Regions from separate parts of the Rattus norvegicus genome. Here region 1 is linked to region 2. Evidence: chromatin contacts called from public Hi-C data. All regions are on one chromosome and are shown on one strand. Each heading gives the region's core, a stretch centred on a gene start, on an enhancer-like site or on the middle of the called end of the contact. The rest is flanking DNA. Distances are from core to core; before and after follow the strand shown.

What was found. Hi-C and Micro-C count contacts between places; a contact is called where the count stands out from the background.
Region 1: a contact with region 2 is called in a Hi-C map of the Rat2 cell line, with 8 times the contacts expected there. The contact joins two enhancer-like sites. A contact is called at or near these places in 11 of 12 Hi-C or Micro-C datasets (the A7r5 cell line, the Rat2 cell line, Schwann cells and 6 more).

The regions. Positions count from the first base shown.
Region 1 is chr12:39,600,089-39,607,660 of GRCr8, reverse strand. No RefSeq gene overlaps it. Among named protein-coding and RNA genes, the nearest start is that of P2rx7, 9.0 kb to the right of the region's middle. Within about 2 kb of position 2,345, at least 15 of the 93 cell types and tissues checked have an H3K27ac peak or open chromatin away from gene starts, as enhancers often do.
Region 2 is chr12:39,504,782-39,512,332 of GRCr8, reverse strand. It overlaps P2rx4 (purinergic receptor P2X 4), which reads left to right. Exons shown (of 12, transcript NM_031594.2): 6 at 2,703-2,783; 7 at 2,894-3,035; 8 at 3,130-3,266; 9 at 4,963-5,056; 10 at 5,146-5,211; 11 at 5,605-5,700; 12 at 6,163-6,895. The coding sequence ends at 6,189. It also overlaps a transcript of Camkk2 not described here. Among named protein-coding and RNA genes, the nearest start is that of P2rx4, 15 kb to the left of the region's middle. Within about 2 kb of position 4,047, at least 6 of the 93 cell types and tissues checked have an H3K27ac peak or open chromatin away from gene starts, as enhancers often do.

The sequences.
Region 1 (7,572 bases), core at 1,096-3,595, 97 kb before region 2:
AGCGCCTGAGCTCCTGAGACACATCTCCATCCCCTTGGCCCTATAGATAAGCAACCAATATATTCATAATGGCAAGATAATTGACAGCTCTCAAATCCTGTTTAGCTTCAAATCCAACAGGACTGCCGCTTGCAGACCGTCTGAACAAACAAAATTGAACCTCCTTGGTCCTGATTGGCCTGATGTAGTCATGTGGCCACCTTCTGGGAGCCTATCACCAGAAATCGGGGAACAGGCCAGAACTAGAGGAATGGACAAAGGATTAACAATAACTCCTCTCAAGGACGGTTGACTGATGTTATCAGGAAAGGGACTGAATGCTGGATGAGCTGTTCTCTTATTAAAACAGAAAAATGTTTGCTACTTACAGTGCTCCTGAGGCAAGCCCTCTTTTTGGGGAAGGTCACCCTTAAATGCTTTTTCTTCTTTCAAATGGACTTTTGCATCCATGTTGAGCCTCCTGGATTCAACCTCCCTGGGTCTCCTTGAAACTGGTACACAGAGAATTTGAACCACATAATACAGCGCTGGAGCTGAATGGGAAGACCAGAAGAAAGGCGCCTAAACCTCAATCTCTAGAAAACGGTTGAGGTTGGGGGCAGGGGTGGGTGGGTTAGGGAGCGGGGACTGTCAGTAGCACAGCAGCCATCTCTGAATGGTAGGGTCGTGAGCAATCAGTTCTGTGGTTTTTCCTTCCTTGCCAAAATTTTCCACCATAAGAGACAAGCGGCCACAGCGTAAAGGAAGTTAAAGCCTGGTATAAACAGCCCAGGCACCGGTAATGGGAGACGACCAAGACCGGGACTTGGTTCTCTCGTAGTCCCTCCCTTCTGAAGGCAGGGACCATAGTATCAGAACGGGTTGTTGCTCCCTGTAAACTAGAGTAACAGCACCAGGGATCACCAAGACACTACTAATTGCCTTCCCACAAAACCAAGTCTTGGTTGACTTAGACCTGGTCTAAGTCTTTCTGGCAATCTCATTGTCCCGGCTTGTAATTGGTTTAGGCAGGGTCATGTGACACGCTTCTAGCCAATGAAATGTCTCGGAGAGCAAATGTGTTCCAGACCCTTGGAAGTGGGTGAATGGCTGCTCGCACCACCTGGCCATCTGCTTGTTAAATCCAAGTTACAGGTTCCTTATGTTGAAGCTAATTTAAGTTGAGCTTTTCTATTACATCATCGTCTACAAACCAGGCGTCTGTTGAAGACATGGCACATGCAAAACTGGCCAAACAGCCATCAGCAACAGGGAGTGGGCAGCAGAGGGTGGTGGGTAGCAGCATCTGGTGCCGAGTTCCACTGATAGTTCTGAGGACTGTGGTTGATCAAAAGGGATTCCAGTTCTAGAAGGAATCGTTAACCGCTGGTGCAGGCTCGCTGAGACAGAGAAGCAGCCCGCATAGGTAGCTGAAGACAGGACTGATACCTGGCTAGAAATCGTCTTGTATTACCGCATCAAAACAATGTACAAGGGACCAGCACTCAGCGGATAATAGCGCTTGCTACTCTTAGAGAAGACCTGAGCGCAGTTCCCAGTATCTACCTATACTCTGTGTGTGTGTGTGTGTGTGTGTGTGTGTGTGTGTGTGTGTGTGTGTGACAACCACCTATAACACCAGCTCCAGGGGATCCCACACCGTCTTCTGGCCTCTCAGGGGAACTTGCACTCACACATGCACAACGGGACACAAACTGGCACATATGCACATAACTAAAAACGAACAGGCTGGAGAGTGGTTAAAAGCATTTGCTGCTCTTGAAGAGGACCGGACTTCAATTCCCAGCACAGTGCACACGCACAGGTGCACACACCCATAAAATTAAAATAAACCAACTTGCTGCAGACCGTCTAGACTGCATTGTTATTCCGCTTCCGATCTGATCCTGAGAATCCGCTTTTAGCCTCTGAGATTAAGTCAAGACCCAAAGCAGGCGAGTCTAAGGGACCCCCGCCCCTCGCTATAAACTGGGAATTCAGATGCAAATTCTCTCGTGTCGCGGCCCAGAAAGAGCTTTGTGAGACATCAAACGGGTAAAAGGTCATCAATGTTCTGCAGCGCAGACACACGGCAGTCATGCCTCCCAACAGGTCTCAATTTGGGACGCTTGTGAGCCTATGAGTCTATGGTTTAGACAGAGCCTTGTTACGTTTCTTAGGCTTTGGAGACTCAACCTTTTCATCTCGATCCAGTGGGAAGACCTTGTTCCAGTGCGCATTGAGGGTAAAATAACCTTATCTGGAAATAGAGACATACTGCGTTATTTCACCAGATTTCCCCTCCAGGGTTAGACAAAAGCAGCGCAGACGCCATACTGAATGTTAGTGCATTGCTGCCCCCTGCTGGCCATGCCCATGGCCTCTGGACAACAGGCCAGTCAAGGGCACAGAGTTATCTATCTATCCTTGGACTGAGCAAACCGAATGTTGAATTGGGGACTAACTGCGTAACAAGAGAGAGAAGAAACCTATATATTGTATTCTGCTCGGGCTCTCAGGGTTTTCCAAACAGTCTGGGATCGATCTCTCTGTCTCTCTGTCTCTGTCTGTCTTTTTTTTTTTTTTTTTGGTTCTTTTTTTTCGGAGCTGGGGACCGAACCCAGGGCCTTGCGCTTCCTAGGTAAGCGCTCTACCACTGTCTCTGTCTGTCTTTATATCTTCTGTGCTACCTGTGATGGCTGGTGTTAATTGTCAAATTGATATAAATTAGAACCACCTGCAACAGATACATACATTCACGCATATCCACGAGGGTGAGGTGGGGTGGGGTTATCTAACTTGGCTCACACTTTCCCATTTCGGATGGCACCTATTCCCAGGCCTGAGCACATCCCTCCCCCACCCTCCTTTCCGTCTTCCTCCTCCTCTTCCTCTTCCTCCTCCTCCTGGTGCCCAGTATTAGTTAAATATTATTATTTAATGTATTAAATATTATTTATTAATGTATATGAGTACACTGTAGCTGTCTTCAGACACACTAGAAGAGGGCATCAGATCCCATTACAGATGGTTGTGAGCCACCATGTGGTTGCTGGGAATTGAACTCAGGACCTCTGGAAGAGCAGTCGGTGCTCCTAACCACTGAGCCATCTCCCCAGCCCCCGCACACATCCATCTTTATCTCCCTGCTTTCGGAGTGTGGATGTGATGTGACCTGGTACCACAAGCTCCCATTGCCTTGACTTTCTCTGCCATCATGGACCCGCCTTCAAATTGTGATCCAGAATAAACCCATTCCCTCTTGGGTTGCTTTGGTTAGGACAAAGAAGCTAAGACATGCCTCAGACTGACTGGAATTCTTGTCATTTTACATAAACCACAGTAGCTGCCCCTGGGCCTAAAGGTGCTCACCTATCTTGGATCTTTTGTAAGGTAGGCTGGGAAACCAAAGCTCAGAGAGGTCAAGACACTTGTCTGGGGTCCAACAGTCAATAAACACAGATGCCAGACTTGAACTCTCTTGAGTTCAGCTCCAGAGTAAAGATTCTACCACCAAAATACAAAAGAGGCAAACCATCATGGTGACTGGTACTGGTAATATTACGTAAGAGCTCGCTGAGACAGCTCAGTGAGAAATGGCACACAGCAGCCAGCTCACTTCCTGGGTCTCATATAGTGGGAGCAGAGAAATGGCACCCACAAATTATTCTCTGACCTCAACATACACGCTATGGCACACAGGCAAATACCACATGCTCTCACTCGAATAGACATAAGCTTTTTTTTTTTTTTTTTAACCGAAGAAAATCCCAGCCTGGTCTACAAAGAAAGTTCCAGAACCCTCCAGTCTGTCTACAAAGGGAGGTGTTGTCTCAGAAATAAAGAAAAGAAAAGAAAAGAAAAGATAAAAGGAAAAACCATGGTTTAAACTAAAGTATGTTTTGGGCAAACCATGATGAAGCAATGGTAGAAAGAAGGTCTTTAGAACACATGCCGTGTGCTGGTGAGAGTGTGATGGAAGAATCCTGCTCTTAGATTTTTACCCCCAAAGAATTGAAGAACGGTCACTCAAACACATCCTTGCAAAAAAAGAACTGGCCTAGAGCAGCGCCACACACAGTGACTCAAAGACGGAGCCGGTGCACTTAAATATTAAGCCATCTCTCCACCCGCCGCCCCCCTTATTCATATTCTTCATAGAGAAGTCATGACTAGCCTCTAGCCAGCCAATAGTCTGACGACACAAGAGTCTACTGATGTCAGGTTGAGGCTGGAAAGGGAAGCAAGGCACAGTCAGTCAGTGTTGTCTTGCTGTGATGAGATACCGTGACCAAGTCAACGCTTATAAAAGAAAGCACTAATGATTATGGTTTCAGAGGCCATTATCGTCATGGTGGAGAGCACGGCAGCAGGCAAATGTGGTGCTGGAGGAGCAGCTGAGAGCTACATCCTGATCCAAAGAGAGGGTGGAGAATGGGAGACTTTCGAAGAGTTCTACTCTTCTGTGACTAAGCATTCAAATATGAGCCTATAGGGGCCATTCTTATTCAAACCACCACGGGCATGAACGGCAGAAAAAAATATTAGTCTTTGCAACAGTTAAACATTTAAATATTGGGTTTCTGAACCTTGGTATGGACTGGCCATTATCCTTGTTTTCCAAGAACTTATAGCTCATCACCATCGTCATCGCCCCCAACACCATCATCACTATCACCCCCATCATCATCATCATCATCATCAACACCATCATTGTCACATTAATAGCTGCAGTTCATTGGACTTCAGGAGTGGTGCTTATTCTTAGAAATCTCACAATTCCCTTAATGAGAAATTAGGCAATCAGAGCTCTTTCTTTGTGAATAGCAGCCCCAGGGACATTTGCGATTAAAATGTGCATTTCAGGGGAACAAGTACCAATATTCAGCTTGCTCTTAATCAGAGCAGCCGCTGAGTGGTAGGTGGAGCCTTAAGGGAAGGTGGGGCGGGGCATGCAGATATGAAGGGCGGGGCATGCAGATCTAAGGGCAGGGCATGAAAACGCTAAGTGGGAGAGTGTTAGTGGGAGTGGGTAAGCAAAACGCCAGAGAGGAGAGTAGTGTAAGCACCAAGGGTTCGGCTTGAGTCGGTAAGACGGTCAGTGAGAAGAAAGGTTTTAATGGGAGCTGTCTTAGCTAGGGTTTTAATGCTATGAACAGACACCATGAAGCTGCACTTAGGTCAGGCTTGCTTGGGAACAAGTCTTTGTTGAGGGTATTCTGGGAAGAGGTGAAGCTGGTGGTTCCCCACATTCATCCTCTCCCTCTTTTGCCTTCTCCTTGCCTCTTTCCTTTCATACCTTCCCTTCTCTCCCACCTTGAAATTTCATCCATCCAGAATGACATCATTTTGTCTTCGCCTCTGGAATACCGTGCTGGAATCAAATCAACTTCAGCCTTGCTTCCTGGGGTGGGGGAGGGAGGGAGGGAGGAAGAAGAGGGAGGAAAGGAGGGAGGGAGGGAGAAAGAGAGAGAGGGAGAGGGAGAGGGAGAGGGAGAGGGAGAGGGAGAGAGAGAGAGAGAGAGAGAGAGAGAGAGAGAGTGAACGAACGAACAGTTTTGGGGTTAAAAAGGAGCCTCTGTCAGGCACGGGTGGATATTCTGGTAGATTAAACAAAAGCCAACCCCACTCCACAAAAGCTTAAATACAGAATTACCATATGATCCAGCCACTCCACCGCTAGAAACTGTTTATACCTAAAAGAATTAGAAGCAGGAGCTGGGTGAGCCAGTTCACATCTGTCATCTCAGTACTCAGGAGGCTGAGACAGGACTGTTGGAAGTTCAAAGCCAGCCTGAGCCACACCCGAGGCCAAGATAGACTACAGACTGAGGCTTTGTCTCAACAGAACAGCTAGGCATGGTGGTTCAGACTTGTGATCTCAGCATTTACCAGGCTGAGGGGGTCAGGAGGATGGGGCGTCAAGGTCATCTTGGGCTAAGCAGGAAGATCCTGATAACAAAGGAGTCAGGGAGACATCTAAGACACATACTTGTCTTTCTCCCATGTTTTGATGCAGCAGGAGGCCCTCACAAAATCCCAAACAGATGTCAGCTGGCTCTGGACTTCCCTTCTTTACCTGGTCCCGGGTATTTTCCTACTGTAGCAATAAAGGAGCTAAGCAGATGTTTTTGCAACAATGTATGCATACTTAATGTTACTGCACTGCATACTTAAAAGTAATTCAAGGCCTGGCAAGAAGCCTCAGTGGGTAAAGGAGTTTGCTGCCAAGCCTGAAGACTTGAATTTGCCCCCCTAGGACCGACATGATAGAAAGAAAGAACTCCCACAAAGTGTCTTCTGACCACCACACTCATGCGGTAGCATACATGTCCACGAGTGTGTGACTCCTGTGTAGTATGCACACACACACACACACACACACACACACACACCAATAAAAATAAATTCAAGCTTAATGTGCTGGCTTGGGCCTGGAACGCTAGCACTTGGGAGGTAGAACCTAAGCTGATCAGAAATTTGAGCTCATCCCCAGTTTCATAAGGAGTTCCCAGGCATGGTGGTGCACACCTTGGATCCCAGTGCTTGGGTGGTAGAACCGAGTGGATCTCTGGGAGTTCAAGGCCAGCGTGGTCTACACAAAGAGTTCCAGGACAGCCAGGGCAGCAAGGAGAGACCCTGCCTCAAACAACAACGGAATCCTTTTGATTTACGGAAGTTAGATGTTGTCAACCCATCCATCATGGACGTGAGATTTCTGCACTAAGGGAGAAGCTGGCAGGTCCCTTGCAGGCAGGACAGTAAGAAAGGATAAAAGATGGAGCCTCATCTTATCAAAAATAAAAAGCTTCAGCATCGGGTTGGGGATTTAGCTCAGTGGTAGAGCACTTGCCTAGCTAGCACAAGGCCCTGGGTTCGGTCCCCAGCTCCAAAAAAAAAAGTAAAGTCACATGATTTAACATTGAAATAAACCAAGATGTCCCACAGTAGCATGACTCCTGAGTCAGGCAACCCCAGCCAAACCCTTCCTATGTGCTCTGAGTAGCAGAGCAGATAAATCACATCCCGATCACATCCAGGTAAAACTCTGCCAGCTCAATGGAACTGAGTGAAGGATCCAGGTGTATTTCCCAAGGGTTTGAAACTCAGGTAAAATTATGGGATGTAGAAGGGAAGGTTTTGTGGTACGTGACTGAAATCTCGGCATCCAGGAGGCTCAGGCAGGTGGATCAGGAGTTGGAGGCTTGTCTGGGCTGCATAGCAAAACACTGTCTCAAAAATAACTAAACAATATTCAGGCAAGCCTTTAATCCCGGCACTGGGGAGGCAGAAGCAAGCAGATCTCTGTGAGTTCAAGGCCAGCTTGGTCTACAGAGTGAGTTCCAGGACAGCCAGGACTGTTACACCGAGAAACCCTGTCTCAAACAAACAAACAAACCAACAAACAAGGATTCTGTTATCCAAGAAAGGAAAAGAGTGGACCATGAGGGGTGCCTATTGCACCTGGGAACTGGTGATTGGAGGAGGGTGGGGGAGGGTGCCGGTCTCCATGCCTGGGCTGAATTAGAACTCTGTCCCCTGCATCATGGGGCCAGCAAGGGATGTTAGACTCAGAGAAATGGGGCAAGAGGA
Region 2 (7,551 bases), core at 2,798-5,297:
CTTTTACATTTAAAATTTCTTTTTTTTAAAAAGGATTTATTTATTTTATGTACAGCATTCTGCCTGCATATGTGACTGCAGGCCAGAAGAGGGCATCAGATCCCATTACAGATGGTTGTAAGCCACCATGTGGTTGCTGGGAATTGAACTCAGGACCTCTGGAAGAACAGTCAGTGCTCTTAACCACTGAGCCATCTCTCCAGCCCACATTTAAAATTTCTTAGAGGCTGGGCATGACGGTGCATGCCTTTAATCCCGGCACTCAGGAGGTAGATTTCTTGTGAATTTGAGGCTGGCCTGGTCTGTGTAGTGAGTTCCAGGACAGCCAGGGCTATGTAAAGACACCTTCCCTCAAAACCACAAATTAATTAGTTAATTATATTTCTTCAAGATTCTTTTTAAAAATTACATGTGTATATCTATCAAGTGCCTGCAGTACCCAGATCTGGAGTTAAAAGCAGCTGCGGGGGGCTGGGGATTTAGCTCAGTGGTAGGGCGCTTGCCTAGGAAGCGCAAGGCCCTGGGTTCGATCCCCAGCTCCGAAAAAAAAGAACCAAAAAAAAAAAAAAAAAAAAGCAGCTGCAGTCTGCCTGACCTCAGGTGAAAGAGCCCCTAACCACTGAGCCGTCTCTTGAAGGCTTGCTTTTGTTATTGTTCCCCACACACACACAACGCACACGCACACCCGTGCGCACACACACACACAGGAATGCACACACACGCACACAAGCATGCACACATGCACAGACGTACACACACACACATGTGCGCGCACGCACACACACACAAATATAACCTGGTCCGCCAGGCCAGTAAGGTGGCTCAGCAGAAAAGGCCACTTGCAGCTGAGCCGAGTTCTAGCCCTAGAACGCACATGGTTGAAGGAGAGAACCAGCTTGCACTGGTCGTCTGATCTCTATGCATGAACACAGGGTTAATTTTTTTGTGTAAATGTGGCCTCCAGAAAACTTGAAGTGTGGTGTAGAAACAGCCATGGTGGTGCGTGCCAGGGATTCCAGCACTCAGGAAGCTTAGGCAGCGGGGTGGCAAGTCCAAGACCAGTCTGGGTGATCTATGGAGACTCCATCCAAAGAAATAAGAAATCACACTGGGTGGTGATGGCGCACGCCGTTAACTCCAGCACTCAGGCATCAAGGGCAGATGGGATCTCTATGAGTTTGGGGCCAGCCTGGTCTACAGAGTTCCAGGACAGCCAGGACTACACAGTGAAACCCTGTCTCCAAAAATCTAAACACTGGAAAGAGAAGAAATCACATGGCTAAAGTTGTGTTTGATAATGTATTTAGACCAGACAGCACTGTTTCAGGTCTGAGAATTCACACGAAAAGGTGGTGCCTGTGGCACAGGCTTCTGAGCCTCCTGCTGTAGAGGTGTGCTTGGGGTTCACTGGCCAGCTAGCCTAGTCTGACTGGTGAGCTCCAGGCCAATAAGAGACCTTGTCTCAGCGATGGACTGTGTTTCTGAGGAAGATACCTCCAGGTATGCATGCAGACATAAAACCTGCATGCACACAGAGACACTTAAAGGAGATGTCTCCATTCCTTCTTATTCAGTCCCTTCCTTTGAGTCAAGGAGGAAACCCTGACTTGGGATATCTTGGTTATCACCTCCTGATTTGTGTATCTTACTAAGAATCAGATCCAGACCACACACCCTGCACAGACAATCCTATTAACTACAAGTTTTAACATCACTTCTCTGGGAGTTAATTGAGAGCAGCCCAATTTTTATGGATGCATACGAACTGTGGTATGCCCATACAATGGAATATTACTTTGCCTTTAAAAAGAATCAGGTTCACCTAAGAACTTCCTCCGAATAGGTGACCCTCCTGGCTCACTCTTCCCAGTGCTGGCAGAGCAGATATCAGCCATAACGGACTGAAGGGGCTCATTTTTAAATGGCTAATGCTTTTTAGTTGAATTTCACTTCATTGTGAAAAAGAAAAGAGCTGCCTATAGGGTACACCAGTATTAGGGGGACGATACAGAAAATGACATAAATGGAAAAACCCTGTCGTGACTCCTCCCTCTGGATAAGGAATGGGGACTTCAAGTTTGAACCAGCTCCAGGCCCTCACTTAGCATCAGAAGTGTCCCGCTCAGCTCCCCTCGTCAAGTGGCCGTTGGTGGCTTTGCTGCTGATGCGTGGCTGAAATGAGCAGCTACATTTATAACTTCAAAGGTCTCATCTGCCTCAGATGAGGCCTCCTCCACAGAGGGGGTCAGACCGACCCTTCTGGGTTCTTACAAAACGAGTCGCTTTGGGAACAGACTCACCTTGTATTGTCAGCCGCAGGCTGAGGTGGCACCTTTTCGAGCTTTCTGGCAGCACAGTTTCCTTGTCAGCAAGAATGTCCCTGCTGGTGAACTCCTCTGTGTTTTGACTTATAAAACCAGATCTAGCAAGCATCCGTAACCCATGAACACCTTCAAAGGCAAACAGGCCAGCAGCTGCTGGGGGAGTCACGGTGGTCACAGCCAGCACCCTGTCCATTGAACACTTTGGACAGGAAGTTCTGCCCCTTCAGAGGAAGGCCTGGTGACCTAGTGTGACACAAAAGAGAATAGAAAATGCCAGACGCTCCCATTCTCCGTGCCAGAGTGGCACTGAACTGTCGGGAAGGGAAGGGTTGCACAGCCGTGCACGCGTATATAATAACCATTACAGTTCTCTTCCAGGCCGGCTTTCTTAAAGGCTGCAGAAAACTTCACCCTCTTGGTAAAGAACAACATCTGGTACCCCAAGTTTAACTTCAGCAAGTAAGTGGGGGCCGGGCACGTGCGTTCTCAAGCCTCTCGATAGAACTTCAGGCTCGCTCTCCCCCTGAGGTTGTCCTCACTCAGACTCTCTGCTTCCTCCCTGACTTCAGGAGGAACATCCTCCCCAACATCACCACGTCCTACCTCAAATCGTGCATTTACAATGCTCAAACGGATCCCTTCTGCCCCATATTCCGTCTTGGCACAATCGTGGAGGACGCGGGACATAGCTTCCAGGAGATGGCAGTTGAGGTAGGTGGCCAACATGGCTTCTCGTATCTTCTTGGCCCCAGCATGGGCCTGAGTTCTTGAAAGCCTAGCTTTTCTCTCCTGCTTTCCCCCACAGGGAGGCATCATGGGTATCCAGATCAAGTGGGACTGCAACCTGGATAGAGCCGCCTCCCTTTGCCTGCCCAGATATTCCTTCCGGCGCCTGGACACCCGGGACCTGGAACACAATGTGTCTCCTGGCTACAATTTCAGGTACACCCACATGGTGGGAGGACGAACAAATGTGGGTCGAGCCTGGGCTGCACCGTGAGAGCTGCATTCAAATCTGCCGTCTGAGAATGCTGCCCTATCCGTCTCCCTGGGACCTAAGAACAGACAACGCGGAATGGCCTGAAAGAACAGAATTTTATTCTCTGAGAGTTCTGAAACCTGAAGCCTGTAGTCTGCATTGCTGTAAACTCTATGGCCAGACCCTTCCTTCCTCAAGTGTTTGGCAGCTATTAGCAGCCCTTGGCTTATGCATGTGTCACTGCCTCTGTGGTCATGTGGCTTTCTTCCCCCTTATGTCCCCCTCTGTGTAGCTAAGGATCACCTTGAAATCCCGAACCCCCACCATCACCCCAGAGGTATGCACTCCCACATCTGCCTTCTCTGTCCTTTTTATGGATGGCCAGGAACTTGCTGTGTAGACCAGGCTGGTTCAAACTCCAGAAATAGGACTGCCTTAGCCTCCTGAGTGCTGGGTTGAAGGTGTACCTGGCCTAGTCTCTCTTCTTGTACATGAGATTTAGGGTCAACCTTAATCTAGCACGACTTCACTACATCTGCAAAATAAGGTCACCTTTGCGGGCCGTAGGTGGAGATGAACTTGAGAAGGGACACTATTAAATCCAGGAGACCCTGGGAAGGTGAAGAGAGGCCTGAGAAGCCCCTTTGCCATTTTCTAAAAGCAGTCAAATCCTGTGTAGAGTTAAGGAGCATTTGCTAGGTCGGGTTTTAAAAGTTGCCCTTGACTCCCCCTAGTGGTAGCTTGTGGTATCAACATTGCGTGCGGTAGTGAGAAGACTAGGGCAGCTAGCTATTCGAACCCTCTCCGGGGGTCAGGTTTGTATTGTCCCATCCCTGTTCCTGCAGGGCTCTTAGGGACCACTGTGGAGACCTCCAGCTTGGGTTGGAATCCTAGAGCTGAGAAGTTGACAGATCCCACAGGACTCCCAGCCCCTCGCCTCTGCCCGCACCAGTCTCCCCTGAGGGTCCCCAGCCTGGACCATAACATAGAAGTTGTGGACCACATAAACCCCAGGCTTCAGGCCTGAGGTTCTGGAGAATGCTCACTAAGGCTGGGGCCTGGCAGAACAGCAGTTGGGGCGAGCTTTCTTCCGGAGCTAATGAGGATCTAAAACCGAGTAGTTGCCTATTTAAGACAGATTGACCTTTTAGTTCCTGGACTGCTGGGGTTACAGACTTCCCTGGCTTGCACTCTGTAGCTTGGAGGGTGGGTTGTGTAGCTGTTATGTCAGCTCAGTTGTGTATCTCAACCCACCCAGCAGATGGTAGCCAGAGAGGAGCCCTGAGGCATGGCGTATCCCACCTGGAGCCAAGCTTCCAGGCTGAGGCAAGCGACCGGGCTGGCTCGGTCCCCATCCTTCAATGCAGTCCTGCAGATCCCCACTGGCTGAAGAGTTCCCTGTTAGTACGCAGGATTCAGAAAAGCCATTCAGATCAAGAGGCTTCCCATCCTGGGGGAGGATGCTAATGGAAGGGGAGTCACTCTGCTCCTCCAAGAGGGCTCCTGGTCCCTCCTGCCACATGCCTCACATTAACCGGGAGGCTGGCCCGCGGTGCTTGGTGTCTGTGAAGCCACCAGAGCAGCCCATTAGCCAAGACCAGTTGTGCCCGGGGACCTGGGTCTAACGGTCTCCCCATCCCCTCCCGTCTCTGCCTCCAGGTTTGCCAAGTACTACAGGGACCTGGCCGGCAAAGAGCAGCGCACACTCACCAAGGCGTACGGCATCCGCTTTGACATCATCGTGTTTGGAAAGGTGGGCCCTCCTTTGAGCCCCGCTTGGAGAGCAAGCCTCCCACCGTCCTCCTTTCCATCATCACCCCCGTCTCCTCCTGTCTTGCGCAGGCTGGGAAGTTTGACATCATCCCTACCATGATCAATGTTGGCTCTGGCTTGGCGCTCCTCGGGGTGGTGAGTGGCTAGAGTTGTTTCCCCGTCTGGGCCTTTCCCGCTTAGTGAGCACTGTCCGTCCCCTAAACCTTAGACTTGACTACACCGGATGCCTCTAGGGGCGAGGAGGAAGATTCCCTAGAAACCCCACCTCTGAGACCAAGCCCCTCGGTCAGAGTCTAGTCTGATCCAGAGAAATGGAGATGCCTTTCCTCCCTGGTCGATTAGACCTTCAAGGAAGGGGGTCTTAGAAAGCGACGGCTAGGGGTTGGGGATTTAGCTCAGTGGTAGAGCGCTTGCCTAGCAAGCGCAAGGTCCTGGGTTCGGTCCCCAGCTCCAGAAAAAAAAAAAAAAAAAAAAAAAAAGAAAGCGACGGCTAAAACAAAAACCCTGGTTCGTTCTGTGCTAAACCAGGCGACGGTGCTCTGTGACGTCATAGTCCTCTACTGCATGAAGAAGAAATACTACTACCGGGACAAGAAATATAAGTATGTGGAAGACTACGAGCAGGTAGGCTCCTGTACCCGGGATGGGCGCAAAGTGCGACACCTTGCCTTTGTCTCTTGTCCCCATGGAGACCACCAAGCGAAGGCCCCCCCCTACAAAGGCTGGCACCGGCCAGCTGATCACCCCAGCTACACCTGTGCTAGCATGTATTTCCTTTCTTCAGCTGGGCTCCCTCTCTAAAACCCAGCTGTCTTTCACCTTGCACTTACCGCAGTCACACCTTGACTGGGATAGTGGGCAGCAGGCCAGCATCTCCATCCACACCGTGCACACGCTCCTCTTGCGGAACGAGGGGTTTGTACCCTACTGTGAGACCCTCCAGAACCAACTCGAGACCTCTCTGTTGTTCCAGATCCTTCCACAAGCCCTCAGGAAAAGCACCAAGCTGCTGTCCGCCATCCGTCGGTGGCTGGGCACATGGTGGCAACACAGGCTGGGTAGTTACTGGTTCTCTCCTCTTCGCAGGGTCTTTCGGGGGAGATGAACCAGTGACGCCTAAAGTTACATTTCCACCCCGCTCAGCCCGCGAAGCAGAAAGATGGGGAGAGATGGCTACTGCGTCTGTCACTCTAGAGAAAGCTCCAGAGTTTCAGCTCAGTTCTCCACTCCACAAATACTCAGGGTTGCCCAAGCACGTCTTGTTGAGCCCGGTTCTTGCTCTGCTGCTCAGATGGGCTTCAGATACAAGATCCTCCTGCTTCTGCCTCTAGGAATGCTGGGATCATACATGTTCACTGCAATGCCCATTTCCCATGGGAGTTTTGGCATTTTTTACATTTTACCTTTCCTTTGTATACATCTAAGGCTGGCCTCAGACGCAAGACGTTCTTCCACCCTATACACCCTTTTAATCTCACTGTGTGTGGGAGGGGGGTCGTTTGCACACGACGCACGGTGGATGTCTGGTGTGCTGTTGGCTGGGCCACCTGTGGCTTATACAGTGTGAGCGTATGGAGGTAGGAAGGGTCTGAGAGCAGAGACACTGCTGTGGCTTACGGACAGGCCCAGGCTCTGTCCACGCACTTTATTTCTAAGGAAGGAGGCTCTCTCAGGTGCTGTCAGCAGGCCTGGGACACCATTCCTCTTCCCTATAATCAGAGAAGTTGTCCTTGTAGCAAAGGCAGGGTTAGCTTTTCCTTTTATAAGGGCTGTGTTGAAATGACCTAGGACCAAACATTAAAAGAAATAATTTTTTAAAGATTCTTGTCTGTTGTCTCTCGGCGTGTGAGCCGGATCCTCCTTCTGTTATGAAAGTTGTCAATGTACAAATGGAGTCACCAAAGAAGTGGTCAGGCTGGGGTGGGAGGTCTTTGTGTGTATCTGCCTGGTAGGAAGTGGTGTATATGCATGGTCTTGCAGTGAGGGCCACTTCTAGGAGCAGCTAGAGTCCCTAACCACTGCTTTGGTCACTGCCTGAGATAAATGAGTGACCAGAAGAACTTGTCCCTCACAACAGCAGGATGTAGGTCTTCTTTTACCTTTCAAAGTTTGCCTTGGCTGTCTGGCTGTACCTACATGCCACCTCTGTCCTGCCCTGGCCCACAGGGCACTCAACATCCCGCACTGCACCCTCCACCATCTCTAAAGAGGCTCTTCGCCTTGGAGCACCTCCTGCTGTCGGTATTTGATTGTGACAGCCTCTGCGGTAAATTCTACGGTGGGCTAGCCTGCCATACTCAGGAGAGCTCAGACTGCTTCTGGCAAGAAGTTTTGTTTTTAAATGTGCTGAGGTGGGGGCTGGAGAGGTGGCTCAGTGGTTAAGAGCACCAGCTGCTCTTCCAGAGGTCCTGAGTTCAATTCCCAGCAACCACATGGTGGCTCACAACCATCTATAATGAGATCCGATGCCCTCTT